Regions from separate parts of the Triticum aestivum genome. Here region 1 is linked to region 2. Evidence: chromatin contacts called from public Hi-C data. All regions are on one chromosome and are shown on one strand. The core of a region is the stretch at or near the end of the contact, and the rest is flanking DNA. Distances in the headings are between cores, read along the strand shown. Region 1 holds the start of LOC123182023 (probable mediator of RNA polymerase II transcription subunit 26b). Region 2 holds the start of LOC123182022 (isopentenyl-diphosphate Delta-isomerase I).

The links. Hi-C and Micro-C count contacts between places; a contact is called where the count stands out from the background.
Region 1: a Hi-C map of an unstated tissue shows a contact between it and region 2, with 7 times the contacts expected there. The contact joins the promoter of LOC123182023 here to the promoter of LOC123182022 in region 2. A contact is called at or near these places in 4 of 5 Hi-C or Micro-C datasets (leaf and an unstated tissue) and 1 of 1 datasets of contacts at active chromatin or transcription factors (leaf).

The regions. Positions count from the first base shown.
Region 1 is chr1D:353,729,441-353,734,205 of IWGSC CS RefSeq v2.1, forward strand. LOC123182023 (probable mediator of RNA polymerase II transcription subunit 26b) reads right to left here and starts at 2,405. Exons shown (of 9, transcript XM_044594456.1): 1 at 1,276-2,405; 2 at 1,096-1,164; 3 at 928-1,010; 4 at 612-667; 5 at 358-485; 6 at 228-255; 7 at 1-141. The coding sequence starts at 1,872.
Region 2 is chr1D:353,541,121-353,545,699 of IWGSC CS RefSeq v2.1, forward strand. It overlaps LOC123182022 (isopentenyl-diphosphate Delta-isomerase I), which reads left to right and starts at 1,351. Exons shown (of 6, transcript XM_044594455.1): 1 at 1,351-1,505; 2 at 1,873-1,928; 3 at 3,119-3,210; 4 at 4,487-4,579. The coding sequence starts at 1,351.

The DNA of each region.
Region 1 (4,765 bases), core at 1,155-3,654, 190 kb after region 2:
CTGGCCTCCTGAACTGATCTCTTTCAACAGTTCCAACAGGTCGAGTAAGTTCTGGTTTTGACACAGTTGAATGGTTTGCAGGCCTCCTGCCATTGTTTTCCCTCTTGTTTCCAAGGCGGACATCATTGTTGTGTCTCAAGTCTGTCATAATATAATGTTAGTTACCACAATCCGTGGAGTGCTAGCATAGCAAGGGAAAACTAAGCAATTTGGGTAGTTGTACTCACTTCCATCTTCATCCATTTCGTCAAAGAACTTCAGGTTGCAAAGGCGAACAGGCAAAATAACAATGGAAGTTAATTAGCTTATTGTTCGACACTAAAACAATTCAGATAGCAAGAGTGGATATATTAGTACCTCAGAGAGTTGAATGGCAGTAGTCTCAGGTGCAAAGAATGCTCCTTCATCCAAAGGTGGAGAAGGAAGGCCTTCTTCTTCTTCATCATCATCCACAACAGAAGGGTTTGAAGTTCCTGGGGAGTTGTCTACAGGTAAAAGCAGCAATAATATAGTAAGCTAAGAGGCTTGCAACTGAGCATTCATTCACTCAGAATTAACTCTGAAACTGATGGATGAAATAATGTAACATTGAACAAACTCAGATCCTTTACCTGCAAGGGCAACGTTGGTAGTACTGACCCACTCATCAACCAAAATTTTCCAATCCCTGGAAACACAAAAAGCAACTGAAGATGTCAACAATAGTTTACAAGATTGCTTTGGACTCATGCTAACAAGGTGATTTTCTCATTTTTCTTTGGGATGCTGAACAAAGGTAAATTGTGAGTATGTAGCAGTGCAGATGGACTGGTACTGGTCAAAATCTTTTCGGAACATGAGAGAAGTAATTTGCCTCACTGAACTCTTCAAATTCAAGCATGAACTAGTTCTATAAAGCCAAACTAGATAAAGGTTCATGAAGCTTACTGTATGAGAGCCAGCGCGAGGTGACGAATCTGCTGCGAGCTGTGCTTCCGAAGGCCATTAACAGCCCTCCCAATCTCAGTAGCCTACGATGAACAGCCCCAAAGATAAGCAAACCAAATAACAACAAAACCAGATATCTCGTATGCGGTATGCAAAATATATAGGTACCTTAAGCGTGGAGACGGACAATTGCATCAGCTGCAGCCTCCTAAGTGAGTCGAACAGAGTAGCATCCGACTGCAAGACACCGTTTGTGTTTTAGTTCAGATCAATGCTAAGTGCTCACTGGAGTTGACAAATAACAGGTTTAGCAATGAATGGAAGAACTGCACAGATAGGAGTGCATACATGGTCTTGCTTGTGCAGCAGGAGCTCCTTGATGCGGAGGACCTCCCCAACGATCTGTGACTCCTCATCGATCTCGTTGGTTAGGGCCTCCAGCTCCTCAGCCTCCGGGTCGTCATCCTCAGCGTGGTGGTCCTCCTCCGCCGGCGCGGCCGCGTCCTGCTCCTCCTCCACGTCGTTGTCGTCGTCATAGTTGTGGCCGTAGTTGCTGGCGGCGGCGCGGCGGAGGCGCTCGTCGTCCTCGGAGTCGGAGTCGTCATCCTCGCTGATGCCGCCGCCGAGCGCCCCGCCCCCGGGCGCGCCGAGGCTGCTGCTGTCGACCTTGCAGTCCTTCTCGGGGACGCGGCGCACGCTGCCCTTGTCCTCCGCGACGGCGGGCGTGGCGGGGGGGACGGAGCCGGTGCTGGCGGTGCAGCCGTGGCAGGAGGGGCGAGCGAGGAGCGCGTTGAAGAGGCGCTCGGCTATGCGGTCGCGGCGGCGCAGGAACTCCTGCGGCTCGTCGGCGGCGGCGACGAGGATGGCCTTCTCGATGGCCTCGCAGATGCCGACGCCGGCGCCCCGGAAGAAGCCGCGCCACCGGTCGAGCCCGTCGTCGGCCATCGCCCCCGAGATCGCGGCCCCGACAGACGAGAACAAACAGCTAGCACTACTAGAAGAACCGATGCTCCGCCGATTACCCCTTGTGAAATTATTACTACGCCGCGGCCGAGAATCTAATCCCAGCCCCCGATCGCGAATCCGATGCCCCCCGGAATCCGCCGATCGTGAAAGCGAAATTCGCCCAAAAATCAAATCGACGAACAGAAAACGAATCGAGAAAACCGAGTCGAGTTGGGTTAGGTTTCCCTTCGTTGGTTGCTTGGCCCCCAAGTGCCGGTTTCCTTGAGGATTTCTGCGGCGGCAGGAAGAACCTTACCAAATCCTATCTGGCCCTTGCGGAAAGGGGGAGGTAGGGTAGGGTAGGGCTGGGGGTGGGAGGAAGAAGACGGTGCGGCTCGGCTGGGCTGGGGGGAGAAGGCGAGGCTAGGCGAGGGCGATGCGACCACCAGGAAGGGTCGGGACGGGATGTGGACGGGGCGCGGCGGGTGGATAGGGACGCGGATGGCAGGGTACGCTACGCGACCCGAGCCCACGAGGACTAGGAGCACCGGCACGCACGCACGCACAGCGCAGCTAATTGAACAAGAGCTACCCGCGATGCGACGACCCCTCCCTCCCGCCCCGTGGGCCCAAAAGGCCAAAATATGCGCGGTAAAACAAACCGGGTCGCGTCACCGCTTCGCTTCTTTTCCTTGTGCAGGAGGGGGGCGGGGCGACGCGGCGGCCTCGTGGTGGCTTCTTTGGTTTGACCCCGCCGAGTCGAGTCGAGTCGACATGCACTCTCTTTCTCCCGCCTCCCCTCCCCTCCCCTGGTTTTGTTTAGCAGTAGTATATAGTTTGGTACTGGCATTAACTACTTCGATCGCTGCCCATGATTTACTCCATTATTATCGGCAGTGCCAATTGATTGCCTAATTTCGTTCTCATCTCACCAAATATCCCTCCAAATCAATCAAACATAACTGTTCACTACTCCATTACTGAAATGATTTTGGTTTGGGGCGTAGTAGTTCTTTTTGAATCAAAATAAACCTATAATATACTAGTATGTTCCGGATAGCAACGTTCTGGAGCCCACCACGGGTCCATGACAGCGTAGTTACCTTCTGTAGACTCTAGTGTAGTTTTCTGTTTTTGCTACAGCAGGGGTGGCTCGTTGCGGTTAACGCCCTTGGCTCGGCTCCAGCGGTTGCTTCCAAAATGGCCCAGGCAACCGTATCCCTGGGTTGTTCCACGGAAGGATTCTCCACGCGCAAGTGGCATGTGTTTCTTGCTTCCTTTTGGAAGGAATATGTGGCTCTTGCCATCTCTAGCTGACCTCGGTGCACCACAGACTTTGCACTACTTCAGTTGTGACCTTGTGGCTGCCTCTCCTATGAGGCCAGCTGTCGTGGTTTTGTCACGACAGATGTCCTAGAAAAAGGACTTAATCATGCAGCCATCGTGACGGTTAGCTTAAAGGGGTTAAAGCGGACAAAGGATGTGGAGAGTTTATACTGGTTCGGCCCTTTGCGGTGAAGGTACAGGCCTAATCCAGTTGTTGTGGAATTGCTAAGGTTTTGATGACCAGAGAGCGAATCCGCTATGCCTGGCTCTCGAGTTGTTGTTTTTGTCCCTAAACCACCGCCGGTGTTGAAGATATAGACCTTAGAGTCACCCGCCAGGAGGGGCCGGGTTACTCATAATGGTCATCGCCAGAAGCCCGGCGCCAAGCTTGAAGACGGTGGGCCAAAGATGGGCTTAAGACCCGGATATGGCTTAAGGCCCGTAGTTACAATCATCATTATGGTAGAACTTGTAGTGTAAGGCAAGAATAGTTGAGAGTCCGAACCGGACACTCTTATGAGCCGGCCGGGACTCTAAGAGTTGCTGGGTGTCAGCCTCCTTATATAAAGGGACGACCCGGCAGCGGTTTAGGGGCAAGAAAGATCTCATCGAGAGCCGGGCATAGCAGTTAAGCTCCCTGGTCATCGAAACCCTAATCAATACCACCTCAACTGGACGTAGGCTTTTACCTTCACCGTAAGGGGCCGAACCAGTATAAACCCACGTGTTCCTTGTCCCGTTAACCCCTTCAAGCTTCCTAGCGGCGATGGCTCCACGACTAAGTCCTAGCTTGAGGACATCTGCCGTGACAATTCCACGACAGTTGGCGCCCAGCGTGGGGCCTGCGCACGGTGGATTTGAGTTCTTGAAGGGCAGCTTCGAAGGGCTCAAGGGATACGCTGTGGGCCGGATGACCAAGAGTCGTCGCGGCAAGCTCTACATCGACGATGCAAACTGGGGCCCCGACGCCGGCTCAATTGAGTACGGGTACCGGGTCCCCTTCGGCGGAATTCATGTTTTCATTGGCAAGATTGGTGAGCCGGGCCCTGAGCCGGATCTCTGCGCCGATCTCATCGAGACGGCTCAGCGTGCACGACCCGCCCGGGCCCTGCCTGCCTTAAAGCATGCTTTTGTGGGATGTATCCATGGAGGGCTCTCTGATAGATCTGGATCTGGTGACGAGACGGCCGCCGGCTCTGACGGCGAGTCGTCCACCGATGAGTCAAACTCGTTGTATCAACTTCAAGATGTAGGCTCATGGGTTGTTCCGATGGTGACAGTATTCCGGACCCGTTTGAGCCGCCAAGCCGGGTTGGAATCTTCATGGCCGGTGCGCAGCCTGTTCAGAACCTTGCTGCTGGAACGGGAAACCCGATGCCCTCGCCGGCTCAGGTGCTGATGGATCTCACAGACAAGATGACAGCCCTGTTGACCGCCGCGGTTGACCCGGCGGATCAAGCTCAGCATGATGCGGAGGTGGCGCAGTTAAAGTTAGATCTAGTGAAAGCCAAAGAGGATCTGGCAGCGGAAGGGATCAGGATAGCTGCGCAGAGGGCGGCTCTCGACG
Region 2 (4,579 bases), core at 101-2,600:
GCAAAGCGAGGTGTGAAGTATTGGTTAAATCTGTGTGTGAAGCCATTCCAACATATTCAATGATCTATTTTAAGTTGTCGAAGAATACATGCAAGAAAATTACTAGCATTATTGCAAGGTATTCAGGAGGAAGAAGATATGATGACGGCGCGCCACCGATGAATGCAGGTGGGAGAAGACTTTGGCAACCCTAAAGATTTTTCTGTATGAATGTGTTTGTAAGGACATGTGATGCTTAATATATGGCATTAGGTCATCTCCAACATAGACCCTCAAATAGCCGCAAACATCGAGGTTGTGCTGCCCGAACGCATTTTGCCATCCAATGTTGTCCCGTATTTGTCAGAGCACGCGTCCGCTTATCCGTTTTCCTGCAAACCAGAAGCAAAACTATCGAGGCTTTACAGGAGTCCGGACATTCATATGACGAATCAAAAGCCACCACGTATCCTCTCTTCGTCTGGATTGGCGGAAGGCTGCTAGGGCAGAAACACTAAGTTGTTTCACTTTTTTCTTCTTAAAGTGCTCATTTGATGTTGGCGGAAGGCTATTCGGTGTACTAAGTTTTCTCTTGAAGTGCTCATTGCTGTTGGTGGAAAGCTATCTGCTGTCCTAATAAGTTGTTTCACTTGTGGTGCTCATTTGGTGTTTTTCGAAAAGGGGATTAAACCGTGGTGATCATTTGGAGTTGGCGAAAGACTTTTTTTTTCTTTTCTTCAAGTGTTCATTTGGTGTTTGGCAGAAGCCTCGAAGAAGAACACCAATGCTCATTTCTATCTCCGGTTTTTAGTACGGGCATGTCTGGCGGAAAGCCCTAATTAGAATGGGAAATGCTATTAGTACATTGAAAGACACTAATGGCCGTGCTAGCTATAGGGTCGGATGGCTGGCTCCTGTAGTATTGTGTCTGTGGACGCTTCCATTGTCCGTTTTAGAGGATATCATTGAAGATGCCCGGAGACCCTTTCAAAAAAGAAGTCGCCATCCAAGAATATCACCATGTCACACACGTGGTTATGCTTCTTCAACGCCCACTAAACATGTGTCTGGCACTGTAAAAGTTTGGAAACGCAGGGCATCATTCTTCTCTTGGACCTGTTTTTCGTGGCGATACTTATGTTGGACTCACTCGGGACATCAAACAGAAGTACTCTCTTCTGTTCCTGTGACCAAAGTGACCCACCGCACCCGCCACCCGCTAACAGTTAACCCCCAAATCCAGCCGTCGCGGGCATCTCCCTCCACCTTTCCACCATGGCGGCCTCGGCGGCGCGCTCCCTCGCGCTCTTCTCCTCCGCCTCGCTCGGCCTCGGGCGCGCCTCGTCCCGCCTCGCGCTCTCCTCCTCCCGTTCCCACTCGGGGCTTCTCCCCAGGCCGGCGCTCGCCTTCCGCGGGCGCGCCTCGTTCGCCGCCACGGCCGTCGTGATGGGGAAGGCCGGCGCCGTCGGCGCCGAGGCGGACGCGGGGATGGACGCCGTCCAGCGCCGGCTCATGTTCGACGACGAGTGAGTGTCCCGGCCCCCCTATCTCGTCTCGTCAACTTGTCCTGGCTCTGCTGTGAATTGCGCCCGTCTCCTCGTGGAATTTGTCGTTAACTCTGAGGTGTCCGTCTGGTGCTTTGCTGTGAAGAATATTGTTAATTTTCTAGGTTTCGATGAATTTTCCAACCGGGCTATTCCCCTTTCTGTCACCAGGTTCAGGGGATTAGCATCAGCATCTTTTCTTTTCTTTGGCTGTCTAGCTTTGATGCCGTTAGCGTATTGACATATTTAGGACTTTAGGTTGCGCAGCTATAAAACTTAAACTGAGATAGGTTGTCGCTTCCGCTTTATCTTCTGTCAGTATAACTGAAGTGTTGAATTTCCCATGCAGGTGCATATTAGTCGATGAACAGGACAATGTCATCGGCCACGAGTCTAAGTATAACTGTACGTGTTAATCATTTCCTTCATTTCTTTGTGATTGTGTTCTGTAATACTTCATTTTATCATCCATGATGTCTGCAATATCATCTTTATATTCGGTTAGATAGCCATTGTGTGTTTGACAATATCCATTGAGCTTCTAGAAATTTCTTGGTATTGCCATCGACAATGAATATTTGGGTAGTTGGATGGGTACTCAAGTTTGGCTTAACTTTTTCTATGACCTCTGGCCCATGGAAGGGGTTTGTGCCAAGGTACTAGGGAATTGCATTGGATCATACTATTCCAATTTCCATGCAGTCTCCAACATTTTTTTAATCCTGACCAATAGGGTAATGAAGATGGCTTCAAGTACTATTTTTACTAGTAGGTTGTATGTGCTTTGCACGTGAATTGTGTGAGAGGGAGAAATTCTCTAAAAAAAGTATATAGACTTTAAAAATAGTTGGTCACAAGTCTTTCACCTTGAATGAAAATTCACAAGGTAATCATAAATGACAACGTTTTTGTTCAAGAGATATAAAAATTGGAGCAAGAAAATGTATGGAAGAGTAGAATAGAATAGAAGATTGTGGAGATGGTACATGTGATAAATACATTCTCCATTAGAACTTAGAAGGGGTGTACTAAGTATAATCATGGAAAAATTCGGATTCAAGGAGGCTCGTACGGCCAACAACACTTGGATTTGCCACCTCTCGGCCATCGGATCGAGTTCATCCAACAGTCTGTATTCAAAGTTACTCCCTTCGTTCACAAATATAAGATGTTCTGACTTTTTTATGAATCGGATGTATATAGACACGTCTTAGTGTGTCTGTTCACTCATTTCAGTCCGTATGTAATCCATATTGAAATATCCAAAACATCTTATATTTGTAAACGGAGGGAGCATTTGTGTACTATATGGTGGTATAGATAAAGAACATTTTTCTCATTAAGAAGAGAAGCAAACAACTTTTCGAGCCAATACAAACTTCAGGTGGAATTTTGAGGCACATTGACAGCAAAATGAGATGAGCAGGAGCTAATTAAATGCATAATTATGATTTTTTCTATTATCAATTCATCACATAGAATTTGCATGCTTTGCTGTTTGGTAGCTTGTTGCATTTGAACTGAGGATCTAGGATTGAAGTATCTGTTTTAGCAGCAGTCAGTTTTGTTTATTAATTGCGGTCTTATAATTTTAGGCCATCTCATGGAAAAGATAGAATCAGGGCATGCCCTTCACAGAGCATTCAGTGTTTTTCTTTTCAACTCCAAATATGAGTTGTTACTTCAGGTATATACAACTTCCATTTTACCATGTATCTTGACTATGATCCACTTCTGTTATAGTTTCCAATCAATTACTCCCTCCGTCCCATAATGTAAGATGTTTTTTGACACTACATTATGGGACGGAGGGAGTAGGTGATATAATTATTTTGTTATGAAGCTTAAGAATGAAAAGTCGCATTTTGTTTTCAAGATTAGTTCGGGTGATTAAGTCTAGTGTATGTAAGGATGTGTGCATAGCATAGTCAAGTTAAAAAAAAATCAATTTCAGAGGTATCTAGGAGCTTTGGCATAGATTAGCTTGTGGTGAAGCTAAGAGGAGTTGGGTTAGCTGGGCTAGTAATCATGCAAACAGTTATATGCCCATGTATGAAAGTGTGATCTATAGCTTGGTCCATCTACAGTTCAACTTGAAACTAGAATCAAACTTAGTCTGGTTTTACATCTTCTCTGTCAGGCCTATTTTTTTTTATGAGATGTCTTGGCCTAGTTGCTGCCCCAAGGTTCAAAAATGTCGGATATTGGTTTCACATCTGTGACTCCTGCATATATGATGTCAGATATCGGATGGTGTATCAGATGATATATAGTTGTATCAGTGGAAAATATCTCTATTTGTTTGCTATTCTTGTTCATATCATGTCTTTTTTTGTGAAATTAGATGTAGAATAACAATGCTTGATTTTTGACTAGTTGATTATGAAATACGTTGTAATAAATATAGACTCGTGGGATATTATGTAACGTAAGAAAGTACATTGTAGATGCTATATCCCAAATTTAAGCATATTCTTTCAATCTTCAATAATTTGATGAACTTGTAAATGCATCATATTATTCCTAACACTTTTTTAATAGAGAATCATTGCCATATACAGATACGTCCATATCAGTGGAAACGTTAGGTGAAATGTCTGCCATTTTGGTTGATATATAGGCTGATATGTGTGAAAAATGATATTTTCATAAACGGCTGCATCGATTTTGGTAGGCTGCAAACACCGATATATCTTGTTCTAAGTAAGATCATTTCGGAGGTTGGTAAGGCCCCTCTTTGGAGGGTGCAATCTCCAGTTCTTCCTTCACTCCTGTTAAAATGAACTGTTGAACTCACTACATAAAAATAGGGCAGCACACTTGACCTGAATCATATGTTAACATCTTTTTTATACTGCCTTAACCTGCAACGTTGTTTCTTCTTTTCATCACTATCTTATCATATAAATATCTCTTACATTTTTCTATTACAGACAATTTTGTAATATTGTAACTCTTTACAGCAACGGTCTACGACAAAAGTGACATTTCCACTTGTCTGGACAAACACTTGCTGTAGCCACCCTTTACACCGTGAATCTGAGCTCATTGAGGAG